Regions from separate parts of the Zea mays genome. Here regions 1 and 3 are each linked to region 2. The links are chromatin contacts, called in public Hi-C maps. All regions are on one chromosome and are shown on one strand. The core of a region is the stretch at or near the end of the contact, and the rest is flanking DNA. Distances in the headings are between cores, read along the strand shown.

Region 1 (3,418 bases), core at 656-3,155, 180 kb after region 2:
CCGGCTATAAAAAAGAACATGCTTAAGGTCTATCCTATGTTGGCAAAACAAGTTCGGTGGTATATACATTTGTATATTCATCATCTGAACTATCGCGCCTCAATAGATGTATCTTATGGTTATCCAATTTTGAAACCTGTTTACTTCAGCTTTCACGGGCCTAAGCCCGCATGTGCAATTGCACTAATGAAAGAACTAGGTGTCGTCTAATTTCTCTTTTAAGTAAGATCACAACTCATTATAAGCCATCCCTGCTAGCTATTTGTTTGCGACATGGATCTGAAAGCATAGGTTTCTAGTGTCCCAAAACTTCCAGATATAGTCATTAACCGATTCTTCGGACCCCTATCGGACTGAAGCTAAATCTGCTAATTCTAACTCATGTTCTCCTGAGAAAAAGTGTTCATGATTTTTCTGCTCTAATTCCTCCTAAGAGTTAGGTGGCAGGGTTGCGTACCGTGCGAGTGCAATACCGGTCAAGGATAGCAATAATAAATGGACACGGTAGGCTTCCCTACCAACAGCAATTCTCTCGGGTGTGTTAAGAACTGGCTTATGTGCTCATGCGTGCTATTCCCGCCTTCACCGGAATATTTAGAGAAATCTGGTATCCTAGTCTAATGCGGCGTAAAATTGGCGACTATAAGGTTTTTGATACGACTGCCTCGCGCCTGACACACTAACACCGAGTTTGTCTCTGAACAACCCGGCTACCTCATCCCTATTCTTTTCCACCATGTCTAGTGACCATCCATTAAGTTTGGGATAAAATCGTAGGTTGTGTGACATTATTTTGTCGGATTCCTCCAAAGGATGTTCAAAATATGTGTTAGGTGTCATATTAATGCCACCTCCTTCTGCTCTTATATCTCTCGGGCTCTCTGGTGGCCAAAGAATATTCGGTCCTCCTGGACACATAAGGTGGCATGACATGGTTATAATATGTTGTCGGTGGGATAGCATAGTGCTGATGCGATGGTGTAAAAACCAACATAATGTGCAGCTCCTTGTTCTGCGTACGTGTACCCGAACGATCCGGTTTAAGGGCCGGACGGACCGTGACGGGACTGAATGGTCCGAGGTTATACCCGAACGGTCTGACCATATATGGTACCACCTGGGTGGTCTGCACGAGCTTGTATAGGGTCGGTCGATCCGATATATTATGTCGGATGGTCCGCGACGTAGCCAGACAGTCCGACGTAAGGGGTCGGACGATCCGTGACCGGATTGAACGATCCGGGGGTATACCCAGACGGTCTGGTCGTATATGGTGCTACCGCTACCTGGTATGTGTAGGGTCAGACGGTCCGGCGAAATATGTCGTACGGTCCACGATGTTACCGGACTGTCCGAGATGACTCGCGAACGATTCTGTTATGTCCAGAGTCGGTCGCGTGCCTTGCAGCGACGACAACTGTGATGGGGACACGAGCGTGTGTATCGGCATACCATACGATAGGTGGGCCAAGGATGATCCATTTGTAGCCGATGCGAGTTTTAATACATACTACCTAATTGTCCATGGTTTGCTATGATTGTTATACATCATACAAATAAGTATTGATATATTTATCAAATACAATTATTGTTTATTTCTAAATACTAAGGTATATGTGCTCTGCTGATTAGTCCCAAAAATTTAGAGAAAAGAGGTGCGGGTTCGAGCGCTCGCGCTGCACTATCCTATTCTAAGCTCTGCACTATCCGATTCTAAGCGAGATCTAAATTTCTACGGATATGTTAGAATAAAAATAAGTATTTCTGCTCGAGTTAATCTGATCAGGACCCTCGTTACGCGCACTCAGGGGTTCCCGGATGTGAAATATGGTGGTTAACATAAGCCAGAGTAGAGTTTTACCCTAAACAAAGATATGCTCAGACTTGGAACGCTCAGCAAGGAAGGCGAAAAAACGTAGTCTACGACGACGGACAGCACAGCAGCCGAACCAGCAAAGCGAGCTCCGTCCACCCTCGCGCTTTCGCCATGAGAGATCCCAAGCCGAGGAGGAGCCAAGCAGCGCGCACCCTGGCTGCCAGGCTGCGGAAACACTCCACCTTGCTTCTCCTCCTGCTCTGGTTCGCCCTCTCCCTCGCCCTCTTCCTCTCCGCCACGCCGCCTTCCGCCGCGCCGCTCCGCCGCTCCTCCTCCTTCCTCCGCTCCAAGCCCCGCGCCCTCGCCGCCACCACCACCGACGCAGCCGCCGTGGCACCCCGCGTCCGGATCTACGTCTACGACCTCCCCGCCCGCTTCAACCGCGACTGGGCGGCCGCCGACGCGCGGTGCTCGCGCCACCTCTTCGCGGCCGAGGTGGCGGTGCACGAGGCGCTGCTGGCCTACGCCGGCCGCGCAGCGCGCCCCGAGGACGCCGACCTCTTCTTCGTCCCCGTCTACGTCTCCTGCAACTTCTCCACGCCCAACGGCTTCCCCTCGCTGTCGCACGCCCGAGGTTTGCTCGCCGACGCCGTCGACCTCGTCCGGGCCCGGATGCCGTACTGGAACCGCTCCGCCGGGGCCGACCATGTCTTCGTCGCGTCCCACGACTTCGGCGCCTGCTTCCATCCCATGGTGAGCGTGCCCCGCGAAAATCTCCGACTTTGGCTCCGTTTGTTGCGTGCTGCTCGCGCGCCTAAATCTCCTGCGTGCAAATACGAAAATTGCAAGTAACAAGTCATGCTAATTTGCTCCCGCTCTGGCTTGGAATGGCAGTCACGCGGCTTACCTAGTTGCTAGTTCTGAATCCAAACCCGATGCATTTTTTAATTGATACCAAATTGGGCTGAGGCCAGCTAATAATTTCCTACCCCTGCTATCTGGAGTTCATCTTGCGGTGTGACAATGGAGCTCACGGCTCAGTTTAGAATTTAACAACTGACTGAACACACCTTGCTGATCCTCTGCTTATTTAAGGGAACCCTATTTCACTGAAAAAAGAAAGTTCCTTCTTTTAATCAGGAGGACGTAGCCATCGCCGACGGCATACCAGAGTTCCTGAAGAGGTCCATCCTGCTACAGACATTTGGTGTCCAAGGCCATCACGTATGTCAGGAGGTGGAGCATGTTGTGATCCCACCTCATGTGCCGCCCGAGGTGGCTCACGAACTACCGGAGCCAGAGAAGGCTCAGAGGGACATTTTTGCCTTCTTTCGAGGCAAGATGGAGGTGCACCCCAAGAACATCAGTGGCCGCTTCTACAGCAAGTAAGCATACACCACAAGTCCTTGCTTCTCCTTTTGTACATGGATTGATTATGGGGTCATTGCTAGGCTAGGCTATGCTTCATTACACTTAGTAGTTAACTGTTTGTACAATGCATCTGCTTATGAATAACAATATCTTGAAACTAAACCGAACATGACTTCAATAACTTCTCCTTATAACAGGAAGGTGAGGACTGAACTTCTACAACATTATGGC
Region 2 (3,467 bases), core at 333-2,832:
GCTGTGTTCGGTCTGCTGGCGACAAAGCTGAAGACGACGACTGAGGTGCAGTGTCACTGTCACCTCGATTCTGTTCGTCTATTATTCTGATTTCAATATGATCTTCGTTGCGTGATGAACCAGGTCCAGTGGTTGCTGGTATCTGCCCCTCCAAATTCCACTCATGTTCTTGCCTCTGGACATAAGACCGAATGAGCTGGTCAAGACTTTCCCGGAAGCCACTGCTGAGAAGATTTGACACGCTTCGCCTACAAAAATTTAAAATATATATATATATAAATGAACTATACATACATACATGAATACATACATACATACATACTGCATACATACATAAGGAAAAATACCTGCTCAAGAGCTCTCTGAGTTCAACTCCATAGACATCACCGTCTGCTGGACGAAGCCTGTTCGTGTTTCTGCTCGAAGCGAAACCGTGTCCAGCTGGCTGCCAGTTTGGTCTAGGCTCCTGAGAATCAATAACGAGCCATTCTTCGTCGTCATCTCCATGTACAAAGGTGTTGCCATCTCCATCTCCATCCTCGATGCCGGATGCATCCCTGCTTGACCATGCCAAACCAATCTGTTCTTGTCCTCCTCTGCGAGTTTCAGCTTCCCGCTGCAACGCGTTGTTGCTAGGGAAGGCGTAGCTACTAGAATAATGGTGACTGTCCTGTTCCGAGGAGGACCCTGAATATCGACCTGTCTGTTCTTGAGCAAAGTCGTGAGATCTATCAGCCACGTTGTCTTCGGTACGTGAACCTTCATCTTGTTGCACGGATTCTTGTGTCAGGATTTCATACCCAACGGTTGCGTTCTCATCCTCACTGATTGCGAACTGCTGAGGTGTTGCACTGGCGTCGTCATACTCATTATCGGTAGGATTGGTTGGAGTAGACAATGCCACCACCAAAGCTGACTGATGGCTACTAGTGATGCTTCTTTCTGCTCCAGAGCGAACTTCTTCCCTAGGCAAGAACAATATGTTGTCAGCAATCAAATGGCAAAAATAATAGTATCCAAGATCAGGACATCATACTGTCTGTTACCTCACTGTAGAGACAGGATGACTCTGCCTAAGCTGTCCTGAGATCGGCCTCTCATCATTCATAGACCTTCCGCTACGCAAGGATCGACCTCGTAGAAAAGACTGGAAAAACAATAACGCTCAATTCCATGAAATGCTATACAAGACAATAATCTCAGCTAATTCTCCACAAAAAAAGGCGTTCTTTGCATCGATATCGTTCAGAAGCAAGACGAAAATGTTCGGTTTCGGAGACGATGGAAGGAGAAGAAGAAAATGAAAGCATTGGACCAAGTAAAAGATTGACGTTTGACAGGGGTTTTGGCCTTGACCTGAATGCGGCCGCGGTGAGCGAAGGCGGAGACGGCGCGGTGCTCGGAGAGGCCCTGCAGCTCTCGCTGGCGTTCCACGGCCATGCGCGTCACGACGACGTCGGCGCGCGCCTGCGGCCGGCCGCGCAGCCTGCTGGGCGCCGGCTCCTCCTCCTCGTCCTCCTCATCCCTATGGTAGCCCTGGCAGGCCATGCGGACGCGCTCGCGCACGGAGCGCACCCGCTCGCGCTCGCTCTCACCCAGCCACTCCTCGGCGCCGGCGCCGGCGCCGCGCGAGGGCGACGTGGTGGACGCCGCCGCCCACTCCCTGGCGATCCGCCTGACGAGCGCGCGCTCGGGAGACCGCGGGCGCCGCCTGCCGCCGTCCCCGCCGTGGAGGAAGGAGGCGTCGAGCATGGAGACGGCGTGGAGGCGCGCGAGCGCGAGGAGCTCGGACTCGCGGTCGCGGCGGTCGAGGTCCAGCGTGGTGAGCACCATCTGCTCGCACGCCTGCTGCTGCCGGCGCCGCGCGGCGGCCCTCTGCTGCGCGATGACGACCCTCGACGCCGCGTGCGACGAGGTCTCGCCGCCGGCGCAAGATCGAGTCTTGGCGCGGACGTTGTCGTCCATGGTGATCAGGACCAGCGCGGGTAGGCGGGGTCGCTGTCACCTGTCAGGGCGGTACAGTAGTGGGGAGAGGGAAGAATACGTATAAGTAGAGGCGCGGCGGAGGAGGAGGAAGAAAGTGGTTGGTGGGGATACCATTCCTCGATCGCTGGCGGGAGGAAGCGGTGCTTGGGAGCGAGTGCGCTCGAGAGAGAAGAGAAGAGATGGAGTAAATCCCGAGGTGGTGGAGCGACGAGACGCACGCAGTGTCTAGCGGTCGGCCGGCGGTGTGCAGGCATGCTCGCAGTCTCTCCCTAGTCCCTACTACCTTCCTCTTCCGCGCCGTAGAGAAGCCGACAAATCCGCCTGCCTCCAATGGGCAATGGCGGCATCCCTGGCTAGGGAGCAAGACCTAGCAAATGGGCCATGCATGCATGCCATGCTCATCTAGCTCACTCACTGATGATTGTGATTGATCCGATCCGATCCAATACAATTGATACGTGTGATGATGGGTCACCTCTGGTTCACTGTTTATTTTAAGAAGCATGAAACTTGCATCATCTTCACGCTCTCTCTGGCTATGCAGCTTCTGTCCTTTGTGATTGTTGTTTCTCCGTGAGACCCACCCATTGCCGCGGTATGAACAGTTGAGATTGAGAGGAGACCAGCAGGAGGAAACACCGGGTCGGTGGTGTCTTGTTTTGGGTGTCTGCTGCACTGCCATTCACGTGGACGGAATGGAAGCAGGAGAGGGCGTGAGAGCCGACGCTGCTGTCCCCCCGCCCACCTTACATTCGCTACGATTTCAGGGACGACGGCGATTTGAATGCCGAGTTCCGAGGTGATCAATCGAGTACTCCTACATCAATCAGATCACGACCCATGCACTGCCCTCCGATCATGTCAAGGTTCATGCCTCTATCTACTGTTTCAGTTTAATTCAGAGACCAAAGCCAGCAGCTATCGACGGAAGCCGATAGCGATACCAAGCGCCGCGGCCTCATCAGCAGCCAGTTTGGCTGGCCGGTCGGTAGGTCTAGGGGTGTTTGAATACATAACTGTTTATGTCGATCTAGGCCGGCGTCAAACATTGGGTGATGGATCGTCTGGCGGTGCTCTCTATGGAGGCCTAGATGGTCCGTGGCTCTGGGACGGACGGTCCGCGACCTGGACACAGAAGCGGTTTTCTCCGCGATAGAATGGAAGTGCCTCCATCCTGAATAGGCACAGGGACTATACATGTACTATAGGTTCATCGTCGTACCATTCCATATTTGAACAGGATAATATATCGATGATAAGTGGGCGAGCGATAATATCCTAGCATCACTGGATGAATAGGTGATGCTTGATGCATCGCCTTTTGGGCCGTTTTATTCGGCCATTTTGTTTTAGCGAGTGACCGCGATTTCTTTGTTGGCCGATCTTGTAGAACGACCTTCTTGCTAGCATGTTTAGAAAGCAATTGATCAAAAGTAGGGTCGGCTTTCACCAGCCGAGCATGTGTGTTATATGTACTTTTC
Region 3 (3,110 bases), core at 127-2,626, 220 kb after region 2:
ACCCCATTATATTCGCAGAGTCGGAGCATCCATCAGACATACTCGGTGCTCACCAACTCACGCCAATAAGGCAACTCAGCATCCAAAGATAGAAGAGGTGGTCCACTACTAATTGCTAGACAAACATATATATAGTAGGAAATATATAGGCATGTTCCATTTTTGATGATTAAATTAATAATGGACTTAATTATACATTACATATGTTGTATATATGGATGTGGATGGAGACTTAATTGTACATACAATTTTAGAACGGTACGTACGTAGGGCGGCGCTTCTTCACTCGCACGCCTCCTCCATGCATGCTCTGGTAGTGGTAGTGCTAGCTAGGCTAGCTAGCGAGCGAGCACTCTGGGTACAAGGAGCGATCCTTGGTGTAATCCTGGCAGTAGTAGTAGACCATGGAGGTCTGCTGCGCCCAGCGCATGGCGTCCCGCTGCTGCACGCTAAGTCCGGCGCCGGCGGGGGACGCCGGCACGGGACGGCACTGGGCGGGCGCGGCGGCCTCGCATCCGGCGGTCCTGAACCCCCGGAATCCTGCCAGGAAGGGCTGGTAGCTGTAGTCGGCCCTGTAGCGGCCTCCGTCGGTGGCCCAGTCGGAGGCGTCCCAGATGGAGCCGTACGCCCACATCTGGCGGTCGGGGAAGAACGGCGCACTGGCGGCGGCGTAGCGCCTGATGGGGACGTCGTCGACGAGGAAGACGATCTGGTCGGGGTTCCAGAGGATGGCGTAGTGGTGGAAGTCGGCGGCCGGGTCGAACCAGAGGTGGAAGCGCATCTCCCGCCCCACGAGGCGCGCGCCGTCGCCGGTGCCCCGCACGTACACGTTGGTCTGCAGCGTGTAGGGCTCCCCCGGCACGGTGCCCAGCAGCTCCATGTCGATCTCGTCGTGCCTCCCAGGGTACAGCTCGTTGTTGGACAGCTGCATGGGTGCATCATGTCATGGGCTATTAGCTAGCTGCATGCATGCGCTAGCTGGTAGAGATCAATCGAGGACGCGTACGTACGTAGAAGGCGGTGTTGACGCCGGCGGTGTAGCCCGGCTGCACCTTGATGGAGACGCCGAAGTAGCCGTTCCGGTACGAGCGCTTGGACTTGAACCCGCTGCCTGAGGTGCGGTCCATCAAGAGCGTCAGCGCCATCCTGTCCTGCGACAGCGTCTGGTGCTGCGGCCCCCACAGGTTGTCGTATCCATCCGAGAAGGCCATGGGCCTCACTGTGGAGCTCGGGAAGTAGCCCGGCGAAGGTTGCGCCGCTGCCGCCCGTGGATGGACATGGACGAGCAGCAACAGCAGCACGGCAGCAACAATGGACATCGTCATCTCGCAATAATTAATGCAAAGCAAGAAGAGCTGCTAGCTAGCTTCGGTCGCACGCTGAATGCAGTGTCGTCCATCTCGATCGTGAAGCAGAGCTATATAACACAGGCGTAAAGAGAGGCATGCACAGGCAGCCCACAGAGAGAGAAGAAGCGGTTGGTGACCGTTAATTGATGAGCGCGCGCGTAACTAACCAATAACACAGGCGGATCGGAGACAGTTGACGATCGCATTGCTAGCTCGCAAATAATCCACCGTACAGCAGCTAGCTAGTACGTAAAGGGACTTTATTTCTTCTTGTTCATTCATCTAGTATAGTTGCATGCATATATGTGTGCTTTCCACTGGTAGAAAAGGGCTCAAAGGCTGCAAGTCGATTGCATGTAAAAATCCATAATTTCTGAACAAACCGTCTATAGTAATCGATTTCTAGTGGCGGTTTTCTTTACCACCGCCACTAGATATCATTTTTATCATTAATTTTTCGAGTTTTTAAAACGACGTCGTATGACAAAGCCACCAAAATAAATGTTGTAGTTCTCTAAAAGTTATAAAACTTTGTAGTTGACAACTTTTTTATTTGAACTTATTTCGGTTCTAAAAAATTGAATCTAAGTATGTCAAATTTAAAATTCAAATTTTGCAAACTAGCTTAGATGAAAAAAGTGTCAAAATAGAAGTTGTAGAAATTCAAAAGTTATTCAACTTTGTAGTTGACAATTTTTTATATAAATTCGTTTACGGTCTCAAACAATCAATTTACATTCAAATGGTTGTAATATATATGTGGACAAAAAATACTACAAATTATACACAAAACATGCCATAGACAGAGTGGTAGTGGAGGATATGCGCGAGGGTGGGGTCGACAGTTTGAATCCTAACAACCGCGTAGCGCGCGAAAAATGTTGCAACTTGCGACTTAAATAATTTTTTACTGTTTTTAAAACCCGTTTAATATTTCTGAAAATAATTTTCACTGGCGGATTTATTACGTCGACCGCAAGTGAAAATCGATTTCTACTGACGGTTTTCTTTAACTCAACTAGCGGTCCTCAGTTACTGACCTGTAAAATTGATAATTTTTACTGGCCTCTAACACCGACGATTTAAAAAAACGCTAGTGAAAAAAGATTTACAATCGTTGCTATAGAGCTTCTTTGTATTAGTGTTCAGCGCAGTGCGTGCAGTGACTTATTTCTTGTTCGTTATTGCGTGCGTCGCGATCTTGTGAACTCTGAAAATTAATCCTAAATCATCGCATGCATGCCCTATAATTCCCTTTGGCGACCGAAAAGAAAGAACTGTAGCATATCTTTGGGAATCGAATCCAATCCAATCACTAGCCAACCACTGCATGTCAAGTCAGGTTACTACAGTCAGCTTGCTATCCAATTTGACTGCCAATCGATGCACTTTTGTCTGGTTGAATATATGAATGCGTTAGCACGTCGTCTTCACCATCTCGCATGCATGTAAGAGTCTGCTATATATTAACATGTATCATAAAAAATATAACAGATCTGCTAATTTTTGGGACTCTCAATTTTTCGATGCTAATGTGCGAGCGCACATGCCTAGTCTCGACTAGTGCTGGGAATTGGGCCGTGCCGGGCCGGCCCGGCCCAAGCCCATCGTGCTTCGTGCCAAACGGGTTCGGGCCAAGAAAGCTCAAACAATTTTTGGGCCGTGCCGTGCCAGCCCGAAGTGTAAAAACAGTGGCCCAGCCCGGCCCTAAACCACGCCGTGCCTTCGTTGGGCCGTGCCGGCCCAAGCCCGGCCCGTATA

Evidence for each region. A called contact is a pair of places that touch in the nucleus more often than the background predicts.
Region 1: a Hi-C map of leaf shows a contact between it and region 2, with 4 times the contacts expected there. The contact joins the promoter of LOC100381534 here to the promoter of LOC103630632 in region 2. A contact is called at or near these places in 2 of 25 Hi-C or Micro-C datasets (ear and leaf).
Region 3: a contact with region 2 is called in a Hi-C map of leaf, with 4 times the contacts expected there. The contact joins the promoter of LOC100194192 here to the promoter of LOC103630632 in region 2. A contact is called at or near these places in 2 of 25 Hi-C or Micro-C datasets (ear and leaf).

Annotation. Positions count from the first base shown.
Region 1 is chr1:2,735,591-2,739,008 of Zm-B73-REFERENCE-NAM-5.0, forward strand. It overlaps LOC100381534, which reads left to right and starts at 1,906. Exons shown (of 3, transcript NM_001368193.1): 1 at 1,906-2,569; 2 at 2,957-3,201; 3 at 3,385-3,418. The coding sequence starts at 1,988.
Region 2 is chr1:2,554,198-2,557,664 of Zm-B73-REFERENCE-NAM-5.0, forward strand. It overlaps LOC103630632 (RING/U-box superfamily protein), which reads right to left and starts at 1,583. Exons shown (of 6, transcript XM_008651687.3): 1 at 1,357-1,583; 2 at 1,047-1,147; 3 at 348-965; 4 at 1-248. The coding sequence starts at 1,548. It overlaps LOC109943576, which reads right to left and starts at 2,542. Exons shown (of 3, transcript XM_023301381.1): 1 at 2,098-2,542; 2 at 1,716-2,005; 3 at 1,592-1,659. The coding sequence starts at 1,965. The coding sequence ends at 1,592.
Region 3 is chr1:2,772,027-2,775,136 of Zm-B73-REFERENCE-NAM-5.0, forward strand. LOC100194192 reads right to left here and starts at 1,377. Exons shown (of 2, transcript NM_001139237.1): 1 at 1,011-1,377; 2 at 137-925. The coding sequence starts at 1,325. The coding sequence ends at 335.